Linked DNA regions of Sus scrofa: all the other regions are linked to region 3. The links are chromatin contacts, called in public HiChIP or PLAC-seq maps. All regions are on one chromosome and are shown on one strand. The core of a region is the stretch at or near the end of the contact, and the rest is flanking DNA. Distances in the headings are between cores, read along the strand shown.

Region 1 (3,910 bases), core at 1,193-3,692, 54 kb before region 3:
GGCAAAACCCTTGCCACACTCAGGGCAGAGGTAGGGTTTTTCCCCCGTGTGTACACGATGGTGTTTCACCAGGTCCGAGCTTCGGCGGAAGCCCTTGCCACACTCAGGGCACTTGTGGGGCTTGTCACCTGCCAGGGGCGGGGGTGGCTCCCCAGCTTGTGGGCCCACGGGCTCCGGCTCCAAGCCAGGCAGGCCAAAAGGGCCGTCGCCCGAGTGTGAAGGGCTTCGAGGTGTCAGCGGGGGGCTGGTGCCAAGGGGAGGCGGGGGTGGGCTTGAGCTGGGGGGTGGGCTGGGGATCAGAGGGGCCAGGGGGTAGCCTGGGAAGCTGAAGTCCTGGGGCTCCATGTGCGTGAGGCGGTGTCGGAGGAGGGTGGAGCTGAGGCTGAAGGTGCGGTCACACTCGGGACAGGCATGAGGCCTCTCGCCACTGTGGGTGCGGAGGTGCTTGACCCGGGCAGAGCTGTCAGCGAAGCCCTTGCCACACTCAGGGCAGAGGTAGGGCTTCTCGCCCGTGTGTACCCGCAGGTGCTTCACCAGATCCGAGCCCCGGGCAAACTCCTTTCCACACACATCGCAGCCAAAAGGCTTGGGCCCCAGGTGGCTGCGCTGGTGGCTCAAGAGGCTGCAGCTGAGCACAAATCTTTTGCCACAATCGGTGCAGATATATGGCTTGTCCTGGGCCTTAGGTCCTTGTGTGGCCGCCGTGGCCGCTCGAGATGGCTGCCGCCGGGGCACCACGGGCCGGGGGGGCTGCTCCCCGCGGTGTGTCCGCTGGTGCTTTATGCGGGCAGAACTATCACCAAAGCCCTTGCCGCAGATGCCACACTTGTAGGGCTTCTCCCCTGTGTGTGTCCGCTGGTGTTTCACCAGGTCAGAACTCTGTCGGAAGCTCTTGCCACATTCACCACAGATAGTGGGGCGCTCACCAGCAGGGATCCTGGACCGCGGAATCTTTGGGGGGCCCTGGGCCGGTGGCCGGGCTCTGTAGGGCTTTTCACCACTATGAGTCCGCTGGTGTTTGATCCGAGCAGAGCTATCCCCAAAGCCCTTGCCACAGACCCCGCACTTGTACGGCTTCTCCCCTGTGTGGGTCCGCTGGTGTTTCACCAGATCGGACATCTGGCGAAAGCTCTTGCCACACTCGCCACACACGGCGGCCCGATCACTAGCCTGGCCCCAGCGTGGTTCTCCCAGGAGCCGAGGGCCTCTGTCCCGAGCCTGAGGTTTTCCAGGTCCCTCTCTCTGGACCCACAAGTCATCCCAGGTCTGGATGCCCTCGGGTTTGAGAGAGGCACTTCCTACTTCATGGCCTGGGGCCAAATCTTCCTCTTCCTTGAAGCCCAAGTCATCTTCTTGTGGGCCATGTGCAAACTCATCCGGTTGAGACATCGCCACATTCTCACTCCCCAGACCTGGGGAAAGAAAAGGGAGTGGTAGACCCTGTCCTTTGCCTCAGCCCCTGTCTTCCTAACAACCTCCCCGGGAAGGCGTCCTTGACCATCTGCAGTCACAAGGATCTCTCTCGCTCTCTCTGAATTTCTAAAGCATTTATGATTGTCTCTGCCTCAGTAACAGTAACTGCCTTCTACCACACTCTTCATGTGTGCCAGTATCGTTTTTTTTCTTTCTCTTTTTTTTGTCTTTTTAGGGCCGCACCCGCGGCGTATGGAGGTTCCCAGGCTAGGGGTCCAATCGGAGCTACAGCTGCCGGCCTACGCCACAGCCACAGCCATGCCAGATCCGAGCTGAGTCTGTGACCTACACCACAACTCACGGCAACGCTGGATCCTTAACCCGCTGAGCAAGACCAGGGATCGAACCCGCAACCTCATGGTTCCTAGTCGGATTCGTTTCCGCTGCGCCACGACGGGAACTCCGGAACTCTTTACTTCTTTTTGGCCACAGCAGCAGATGGCAGCTTGATGGGAGATCTCAGTTCCTAGACCAGGGACTGAAGCTCCACCTCCTAACCACTAGGCTGCCAGGGAACTCCCACCGATACCTTAACTAAGTGTTACTGAATCCTTGCAAATAATCCTAGGAGGGAATACTGTTATTATCCCCATTTTACAGACATGGTGGCTCAGAGAATTTAAGTCACTTGCTCAAGATTATAAAGGTTAGAAAGTAGCAAAGCCTGGTTTCTAACTCAGGTCTGTCTGATTCCCACGCCTGTGTTAAGCCCTACATTATAGAGTCTCTATTTGGAAAACCCAGTGTTTGCTCATTACATTGTTTCTTCTTTATACTAGCCTATTCTGTAATTTATTATTTCAGTCATCTTCTATGTCCCTGAGAGGACCCAGACACACACCCGTCCCTCAAGATACTTAGGGTTGGTAGGAGAGACAAGATGAAGCACAGATAATTATAATTGCAGGCTCAGAATGACTGTGCTGTCACCAGAGAGAGGAAATCAAAAGATAGGGCTGGGCTTTCACAGAAGAGGAAAGAGTAAACCATGGAAAGGAATGGAAGATCCTGCTGGAAAGGGATGTTGGGACTAGATTAAGTAGGTAAGGTCTGCATTGAACACTAGGCTAACGCTTTTAATTAATAGGCAGAGGGAGCTAGGGACAGTTTTGGGGAAGGCAGGCAGGATTAGATCTGAACTCAGATCAGTGTGGCTGCTCAGCGCATCACTGGAGAGAAAAGGGCTTTGGAGAGGCTGTTACAATGGCTGGGACAGGGCAGAGACAGCGAGGATGGTGATGACTAGAGGATGGGGAGAGAGTCTTTGAAATGATGCTCTTCACAGCCTGGTGCACAGTAGGTGCTCAGAAACACCGGCTCCCTCCCTGGGCTTTTGCTCCCCTCCCCTTCTTCCCTTGGAAGCCCAGTTCAAGTCCGATTTTTCCGGGTCTGGGCCCGGCAGAGGCCAGCACTGGAGTCCCCACCCGGCCATTACCTGCCCAAGTCGGCGCACCGCCTCGGCCCTCACCTGTGCGGGCGCTTCTCAGCTGCTCCCTGTCGTCTGGGCCACGGAGATCGGGGCCCCAGGACCCCACCGCGCGCTCCATCGCCGGCAGGCCGCCCTGAGCAAAGGGACAGACACAATTCCACGGTCACACAGCCATGTGCGGACGTTGGCGCCCAGCCGCTGCCCTCTGCCGGCCGGCGCGGGCACCGGGCAGCGTCCGGGTCCGAGATGCGGGGCGCGGCTCTCGGTGACCCTTACCCGCGCCGCCGGTCGCCCCTGCACCTGCTGCTCCTTCCGGTGCGCGGCTGCCCCCTTCCCCTCCGGCCGCCGCCGCCGCCGCCACCCCGGCGCCCTGCGGAGCTCCTCGGCGGGGCTCCGGTGCCCGAGCCGCCGGGGGCTCGGGGATGCGGGCTCCGCGCCAAGCGGGGAGGGGGCTCGGACCCAGGCGTCCCGGAGGCTGCTGCCGGGGGCGGGGACGGGAAGCGGAAGCGCCGGGCGGCACCGAGCCGCTCTAGGACCTTGGAGGAGCTGCACGCCTGTGGGGGCCGCCTGCGTCCTCGGGGCTCGGTGGCCGGCGGGCAGCCGTGTGCCGCAGAGCGGGCTACTCTGAGCCGCGGACAGTTGCCCGAACTCGGTGGTATTAACCGTGTGCCTCCTGGGCTGAAGCTGGGTGCCGAGGGCCGAAGACTCTTCCTAATTGTCGCTGTATCGGGCCACCCGCGCGGACCTCCGGAGCTGGCCGACAGTGCCAACCACCTCGGCCGGGAGAGACAAAGAGAGATCCAAAGACGGACCCAGGGAAAGGGGTGGGGGAAAGACCGAAGCAAACAAAGGGCGGCAGAGGGCGGCGGAGACCCCAGACGGGGCGGGGGCGGGGCGCCGAGACACAGGAAACAAAGCGGGGCCGGTCGGCTAGATCGAGGGTCGGGGGTGGAGGCTGGGCTGGGCTGAGCTGGGGAAGACCGAGACGCGAGCAGAAGCCAGAGGCAG
Region 2 (4,092 bases), core at 542-3,041, 34 kb before region 3:
TCAGGTCAAATGAAAAGCAAGGAAGTTGAGAAGGAGATCTGGAGCAGCACTGGAGTTCACAGGATCTGAGTCTGAGCTGGGAGTAAGGAGCTTCAGAGAACTCAGAAACCAGGGAACTGGCTGAAATTTCAGGATGGTGGGCTTTGTATGGAAATCAGAGCCCCCCTGGGGCTACATCCTGAATCCTGGGGCTCAGGGCAATGGGAGATAGAAAGAGGAGGGGCTGGTAAAGACAGGGCTTTGTGTTCGTGGTCTGGGGTAGCCTGGGGGGCTCATGAGGTTGGGGTCTGATTTCTTAGCAGAGGTTGAGCACAGAGAGGTGTGTCAGTGAGGGGAGAGGAGCCGATGGAGTGCGTTTTGGGTCCCCCAAAGAATAAACACACAGATATGGGAGTTTATGGTATTGGAATTCACGATTTGGAGTCTGGGATCCCCACTAGAATGGAGGCAGCACTCACGGCGGCCCCGGATTCTGGGGAGGAGCTCAGATAGATGGAGCTGAGGTGAGGGACTTGGGGGTTGGGATTCCCGTAGGAAATGGCGGATGCAGAGAGATGAGTCGCTTATAGGATTTTGGGGCTCTGGTTATAGCCGCCTGGGCTTGTAGCGTTGCGGTTTCTTGCGGGCTGAGATGACAATTAGAGACGGAGTGAAGGTCAAGAGTACTTGATCAGGGCACGGATCTGTAGTGGGCTCGGAGAATGGGGCCCAAGAGTCGACTCAGGCAGAGCAGCCTGGCGCTCTTATTGTCTAGGGGTTGTACCAAAGCCCCTAGCCCCCGCCCTCTGTCTGCGCTGTCCCCAGCTGTCACCCCCCTCCCGCGCTAGTCTCCGATTGTCACCGATATCTCCGGCCCGGCACCGCCTGCTGGCAGCACGCCTTCTCTTTGGAAGCTGCCATTGGGTGAGACAGCCGTCTATCTTCCTCCCCTGTTGCTAAAGTGAGAGGACGCATTCATTGGCTGATGTAGCGAATTAATCGCAACTGTGGCCCGCCCCTTCCAGCTGTCATTCCTTCCTGACCTTCTTGGGAGACCTAAAGAATATCTCAGCTCCTACTGACTGCGGATGCCGTCTGGCGCCGCCTAAATAGATATCGCTGTCTGTCAAGTTGACCTCCGCCTGCTTCTTTTCATTGGCTCCCTTTTTAACCATTCCTATTAGCCAGGCCCGCCTCTTTTTGCACAGCACCCGCCTCCTCCCCCAGTCATTCACTCTCCAGAGGCTTTAATTGGCCAAGAGGTTCGGCTTCCCGCTTTCTTATTAGTTACTCCCTTCATCCTGCCTCCCGCTGCCTTCACTCGTCCTCTCATTGGTTTTATAGCCCTCTGCCTTCTCCATTTCCTCTTCCCAAATTACCCACCCCCTTCCCACCTCCAGCCCCACCCACCCTCCAACGATTGGCAGAAACCCAGTTCCCTCTCTCCTATTATTCGTCCAAGCGCTTTGACTAAGGCGGTAGAGAAAAGGAGCGCGATGGGACCGCCCGCGCGCAGGCGTGGAACGTCGAAACGCTGGCCGCTTGGCCGGCACCCGGGCGTGTGCGCAGGCGCGAGGTCGGCCGCTTGCCCGAAGCGGGAGGGGGGGCGGCAGCGAGAGAGCGAGAGGGCTGAGAGAGCGCGAGTGAGACCCCGCCGCCTGGCGCCCCCGGACCCCTGCCCCGCCTCCGTGCGCTGGGCTGCCGCCCGCGCGCTGCCCCCGACCCCGGAGCGCGCCGGGCCGCGCCCTTCGCCCTCTCCCCTTCCTTGGCGGGCGGCGCGGAGCGGCCTGAGGGGCGGCGCCTTTTGCGGCCGCCCCGGCGGGGGGATGTGAGGGGCGGCCTGCGGTCATGGAGACGGGCCCGGCGCCCCTGGTGGCCCCACCGCGCCGTCATGGCGCCCCCGCGGCCCCCTCGCCGCCGCCCCGCGGCTCCCGGGCCGGGCCCTTCGTGGTGGTAGCTCCGGGCCGCCGGTGACTACGGCCACTTCGGCCCCGGTCAACTTGGTGGCCCCGGGGGAGGCGCAGCCCGCATGGGTACCGGATCCGACCCAGACCTCAGACTCGGCTCCGGCCTCGGCTCCCGCTCCCGCCCCCGCTCCGACGGTCGCAGGCAGCACGGCGGTGGTGCCGACTCTGGAGGCCTCACCCGACGCCCCGAGGGCGCAGGTCTCCGGCCCAGAGCCCTTGGAGCCCGAGGCTGTGGCAGGAGCCGAGATGTCCACGGCTCTGGCCCCAGGGGCAGACTCTCCGAAGACGGAGGAGGCTAGAACCTCACCCGATCCTGGACCAGGTACCCCCACCGGGACCCTCACCAGGACCCCTTCAAGAACGGCTCCTGGGGCCCTGACCGCCAAACCCCCGCTTGCCCCCAAGCCGGGAACCACAGTGGCCTCAGGAGTGACTGCACGGGTGGCAGCAGTGACACCAGGACAGGTGACAAGTAGACATGGAGCTGCAGCAGCAACATCAGCATCAACGGGACAGGCTCCAGAGGACCCCTCGGGGCCTGGCACAGGCCCTCCAGGGACATGTGAGGCTCAGGTAGCTGTCGTGATGGTGACCCCAGCTCCAGAGCCTACTGAAAACTCTCAGGATCTAGGCTCCACGTCCAGCCTGGGACCTGGCATCTCTGGGCCTCGAGGGCAGGCCCCAGACACGCTGAGCTACTTGGACTCTGTGAGCCTCATGTCTGGGACCTTGGAGTCCTTGGCGGATGATGTGAGCTCCATGGGCTCAGACTCGGAGATAAATGGGCTGGCCTTGCGCAAGACGGACAAATACGGCTTCCTTGGGGGCAGCCAGTATTCAGGCAGTCTGTGAGTACCCGGTGGGACCGCCTCAGGGAAGCAGAGGTTTTTGGAGGTGGAGGTGGAGGTGGTGGGGGTGGAGGGACTCGGATGATACACCTTGCCTACTCTCTGGCAGCCCCATCCTCCTCTGAGGCTCCAGGGGGTGATCAGTGGGAATGAGATGCTTAGCAATCCCTATCTTGCCTAGAGCGTCCTGCGGTTTCTGTGGCTCCAGCCTGTTAGTTTCAGACCAGGTGTTAGGAGTTCTAGGGTTGAGCCCAAGCCTTGCCTTTGGTTTGTTGTGTGCCATCGAGTTAGGACCGTCCCCCATTTCCCTGCCTCTCTTTCCTCTTTTGTGAAGTGAAAGGTTGAGTGAGACCATAGCTCAGGTTGGCCCAGCTCCTTGATGGAAACTCCAGCTACAGGAAACATATTTTGGAGGTTTGGCTGGACAAGGGTTCTGGTCCTGTCTCTTTTAGGGGGACCGTCTGGAGGGATGTAGGCGCCTCCTCTCCCCCATTGCCCTAGGTCTGCTGGATGGTGAGGTGGGGAAGTCTGTTTGATGGAGGGGAGACTCTGAAGGCAGGGCCTTCTGTGCAACAGAAGGGCAGTCTTGTGTTTTCACTGAAGGAAAGGAGTGGGGGAGGCCTCTTCCCCATTTCCTCATCTCCCCAGCCCAGCGTACTCTTTCCTAGTTCCTTCCAGGGGCCTGAGTCACTCCTAAGGTGGGGGTGTGATTGCTTTTGACTTCTTCCTTCCCTCTCTTTGGATCCTGCCCTTTGTTCCTGTACCCCTCGAGCCTGCTGTTCTGTCTACAGCATCGCCTGAGAACCCCAGTGCCAGGCCCTGTGCTGGGGACTTAGGATAAAATAGTCATTTCAAAGTGCTCATCATTAGAGAGACAAGTACTTAAACAGTTGTTTTCACTATAACATGTTAGGTGTAGCTCAGAGATCATCACGGGGTTGCGTGAGCCCTTATGGAAGGGTTTTTTTGGGCCCAGTTTGGGAATTCAGCTGAGCTGATCTGAAGAAGAATGAGTCGGATTTAGCCACAGCTGTGTATGTGGGGGTCAGGGGGATCTGCCTGGTGTTGGGGGTGGGGAGCCCTGTGGGAGGCTATTCTAGGGAGGACTTATAATCCAACAAAAAAATCAGAAAATCTCTGAGCACCAACATTCAGGACCCTTGTGGGGAAGGCATCTCTCTCTCTCTCTTTTTTGGGGGGGTGGGGTGGGGGGGCTGCCCCGGGGCATATGGAGTTCCCAGGCCAGGGATCAGACCCGAGCCGCAGCTGTGACCCAGGCTGCAGCTGTGGCAGCACCG
Region 3 (4,126 bases), core at 1,357-3,856:
CCAGGGTTCAAGTCAGAGCTGCAGCTGCAGCTGCAGCCTAAGCCACAGCCCAGTGACGGCAACACTGGATCCAAACCACATCTGTGAACTATATCGCAGCTTGTGGCAATGCCAGATCCTTAACCCACTGAGCAAGGGCAGAAATCAAATCTGCATTCTCACAAGACAGCGTCAGGTCCTTGACCCCCTGAGCCATGATGGGAACTCCCCACTTCAGTGATCTTTTTTTTTTAAAGGTTGAGAAATTGGGTATCTTTACGCAGTCTTACAACATTTTTGTTTATTTTTTTGAATTAAAAAAATTTATGTTGGACTTCCCGTTGTGGCTCAGTGGTAACAAACCCGACTAGTATCCATGAGGACGCAGGTTCAATTCCTGGCCTTGTTCAGTGGGTTAAGGATCTGGCATTGCCATGAGCTGTGGTGTAGGTCACAGATGCGGCTTGGATCTGGTGTTGCTGTGGCTGTGGCAGAGGCTGGGAGCTGCAGCTGCAGCTGCAATTCAACCCCTAACCTGGGAACTTCCATATCCCGCAGACACGTCCCTAAAAAGACAACAACAAAAATCCATTTAGGAGTTCGATGGTGGCTCAGTGGGTTAAGGATCCAGTGTTGTCACTGCTGTGTCTCAGGTTGCTGCATGGGTTCGACTGCTGGCCTGGAACTTTTGCATGCTACTTGTGCAGCCAAAAAAAAATTTTTTTTAAACCTCCAATTACTTTGCAGCCAATTACTTCTATGTTTCTTTCTTTCTCTCTTTCTTTCTTTTCTTTCTTTTGGTCTTTTTGTCTTTTTAGGGTAGCACCCACTGCATATGGAGGTTCCCAGGCAAGGGGTCCAATCGGAGCTGTAGCCACAGCAACGCAGGATCTGAGCCACATCTACGACCTACACCACAGCTCACGGCAATGCCGGATCCTTAACCCACTGAGCGAGGCCAGAGATCAAACCCGTGTCCTCATGGATGTTAGTCAGGTTCCTTAACCACCGAGGCACAACGGAAACCCCTACTCCTACATTTCTGTTTGCAGGAGCAAAATGTTGAAACAACGTAATGTCTGACAATGGAAAGGTTTCCTCCCTCCCTCCCTTCTCTCCTTCCTTCCTTCTTTCCTATTGTTCCGTTTTTTTAAAAAAAAAGTGTGGAGCAGTATGCATGATAAAACCTAATACTAGCCTATACATGTATATGAGAACAATGTCTAGTCACTTATGATGGAGCACGATGATGTGAGATAAAAGAATGTACACATGTACGTGTAACTGGATCACCGTGCTGTACAGTAGAAAAAAAATAATAACGTATTGGGGAAAAAAAAGAATATGCCTGTGTATATGCATCCAGACTTATCGTTACTAGGGCATAGCTGGCGGTGGTGGTAGAGGAGCTTTGTCACTTTTCAATTCCTGCCTGTTGGGAAAGCCAATCCACCGCAGCCCTGAGCAGCCCTGCACACTCCTGCTCCTCTGCCAGCAAGGCACGGTCCCAGATGCTCTCTATTCAGGGGGTTGCTCAAGATTGTGTTCGCAGTGAGTAACTCTGAGGATGAAGTAACGTCTCCTTTTGGGACAAAGAGCAGGCTTGCTAACCACCTCCTCGAAAAGAGGAAAATTCTCCAAGCTCAGCTGCCGTGCAAACCCCTCGCCGTCACCCCTGTGGGACTCAGAGGCAAGAGGAACTGAAGCAGACACGGTGCTTCTGCTGCTTGCTTAGCCATGAGGCGCGGATGCCTGCGTCTCTGACCTAGGAATCGCACATCTTTGTCGGACTAACTCTTAGCTCATGAGTTCGGTTCGATCCCGGGCTGTGACATTGGCTTCTTTTAATCATCTCTCACGGACATGTATTATTACTTTTGTGACATAATCGGTTTTGATTTTTTTCGAGAAAGGCAGAATACAAAACAAAAAACCACACACGTACCGAAAGCCCAAGCTTACACGTTCAACGAAAGTGAGAAAAGAACAACTATCCAAGGCAGAAACTAAAGAACTCCCTACCCAGACGTACCCAAAGAAACGTGGTAATACCTCAGTAGATACCTTTCCAGACTGTCATCAGTGTTGACTCCCACATTTTTATTAGTCTTCTGCAAAAATAAGATCGTAGCGTATAGCGTGCTTAAGAACCACTTCGATTTAGTCAGGCATCCCATGACTGGGGGCCACTGTGGTGACACCAGCCCACTCCAGCTTCTCGAGAAGTCAAGAGCCCACCAGGATTTTCCTACAACCTGCGAAGGCTTTCACTGCCCCCAGCCAGAGGGAGGGAGTTCCTCGCACCCTGGTACTTCCTGGGAGCTCTTGGGGCAGAAAAAGTGCTAGCCTTGGGTCCTGGCCTAACAGCTTGGGGACCACAAATGCAAAGGAAACCACCTTCCCCTCCCAGCTCCTCCTCCGCACCCCCCATTCTCAACCACACAGTTCCACCCCTCCACCCACTCTCACCCCTATCCCAGCTTCACCCTCTGCTATCACATTTCCCAACTGAGAACGAGGAACCCCATTCCAGATCCCACCCACCATTCCCACCTGCCCCAGAGTCCCCCACCATCTCAGACCCTGAAAAAGCGATGCCTTGCTCATAGCCCGCCAATGTAGGAGCAGGAGGGTGGGGCAGGATGCTGGGGTGGGTGGAGCCAGGGCCATTTCCTTTCCCCCTGGGGCCCTGGCCACCAGTCTTGCCCCAGCTTCAAGAGGAGTTGGAGCAGCCTGGCCGCAACCTCGCCCTTATCAGGTGAGCTGGTAAGGGGTGTGATTTGGTGGAGCAGCAGCCCCAGTGCACCTGGGGATGTGCTTCTGGCTTGAAAAAGACCTTGATGGATAATGGAAAAGGAGACTGTGGAGCCACTGAGGCTGCCCACGGTTGGGACAGGTGGGGAGGGGGTGGCCTTTGCTGGAGCACAAGCTGCCAAGGCAGGCTGAGGGGACCTAGGGAGAGAGTTGATGGGGGAACCGCCAGCATCTTGTACTTTCTGATACGAGTACAAGCAGGGGTGGAAAAAGCCGTTGAACCGCAGAGTTCGGCCTGGCAGTTGGCAGGGAAGTGGGCAAGGGCGGGGAGAGGGCCTGGCTAGGTCCTCCCCCCACCCCAGGTTCTTATGTGTTCTCTTTCTCCGGTTTCCCCACCCTCAGGTCCCAACTCCTGCTCATGCCTGTCGCCTTGAAAATGATCCCGCTTTTCCTCTTCTTTGGGAGCGTCTGGGCCCCAGTGGCAAGCCTAGAGCTTCCAGAGAGCACGACTGCTTTGCAGATGTCTGAACCCGCAAGGTCCCCTTTTCCTTTGGTCTCTGTCTCTGGGACCCCCGAAATCAACTCAGAAGCATCCAGTCTTTCAACAACTGAGCTCCCTGAGGAAAGTAACAGCCCTGGGCATCAGATCTTCCTGCCTTCCTCAACTCCCTACCCAGCTGAAGAGGTGTCCTCCCCCGGGATTTCCATTGCTGCCAGCAGTGGCCTTCCTCTCCCCAGGTCAGTACTCTCCCAGGAAGTTTCCACCAACAGGAAATCCATGCTCCTGGAGATCTCTGATGCAGCCAATACACCTGCTGTCTCAGGAATGAGCTCCCTGGGGTTGCACACTGTGACTGGTAAAACCATGACCACCAGCTCTCTGGAGACCTCTGATGGGACCAGTGGACCTCCTGTCACCACGGCAACCAGCTCTCTGGAGACCTCTGATGGGACCAGTGGACCTCCTAATACCACGGCAACCAGCTCTCTGGTGGCCTCCAGTGGAACCACTGGACCCCCTGTCATCATGGCAACTAGGTCTTCGAAGACCTCCGTTGTGACCCGTGGACCCCCTGTCACCATTGAAACTGGCTTGCTAACGACTTCCAAGGGGACCAGTGGACCCCCTGTCACCAGGGAGACCTCTATGAAGACCACTGACCCCATCTTTGGGGTAGGAATATCCACCGTAGACACAAGCAGTAGCTCCCCCCAAAATTCAGGTCAGAGGACAAATGGCACCATGCTGGTAGCCGTGCTTGTGGCCCTGCTGGTGGTCATTGTCCTCGTGGTACTACTCCTGCTATGGCGCCAGCGGCAGAAGCGGAAGACAGGAGTCCTGACACTAAGCAGAGGTGGAAACCGCAATGGGGTCGTAGATGCCTGGGCTGGG

The links. HiChIP or PLAC-seq counts read pairs in DNA pulled down with a chosen protein or histone mark.
Region 1: a contact with region 3 is called in an H3K27ac HiChIP or PLAC-seq map of alveolar macrophages. The contact joins the promoter of SEPT1 here to the promoter of SPN in region 3. A contact is called at or near these places in 2 of 47 Hi-C or Micro-C datasets (embryonic fibroblasts and epiblast stem cells) and 1 of 2 datasets of contacts at active chromatin or transcription factors (alveolar macrophages).
Region 2: a contact with region 3 is called in an H3K27ac HiChIP or PLAC-seq map of alveolar macrophages. The contact joins the promoter of TBC1D10B here to the promoter of SPN in region 3. A contact is called at or near these places in 1 of 5 promoter capture datasets (liver), 2 of 47 Hi-C or Micro-C datasets (epiblast stem cells and liver) and 1 of 2 datasets of contacts at active chromatin or transcription factors (alveolar macrophages).

The regions. Positions count from the first base shown.
Region 1 is chr3:17,922,209-17,926,118 of Sscrofa11.1, forward strand. It overlaps SEPT1 (septin 1), which reads left to right and starts at 2,443. Exons shown (of 12, transcript NM_001244989.1): 1 at 2,443-2,516. ZNF48 (zinc finger protein 48) reads right to left here and starts at 3,385. Exons shown (of 3, transcript XM_003354537.4): 1 at 3,179-3,385; 2 at 2,942-3,035; 3 at 1-1,412. The coding sequence starts at 3,020.
Region 2 is chr3:17,943,120-17,947,211 of Sscrofa11.1, forward strand. TBC1D10B (TBC1 domain family member 10B) reads left to right here and starts at 1,792. Exons shown (of 10, transcript NM_001244423.1): 1 at 1,792-1,938; 2 at 1,941-2,794. The coding sequence starts at 1,828.
Region 3 is chr3:17,976,125-17,980,250 of Sscrofa11.1, forward strand. SPN (leukosialin) reads left to right here and starts at 2,607. Exons shown (of 2, transcript XM_005655097.3): 1 at 2,607-2,737; 2 at 3,136-4,126. The coding sequence starts at 2,622.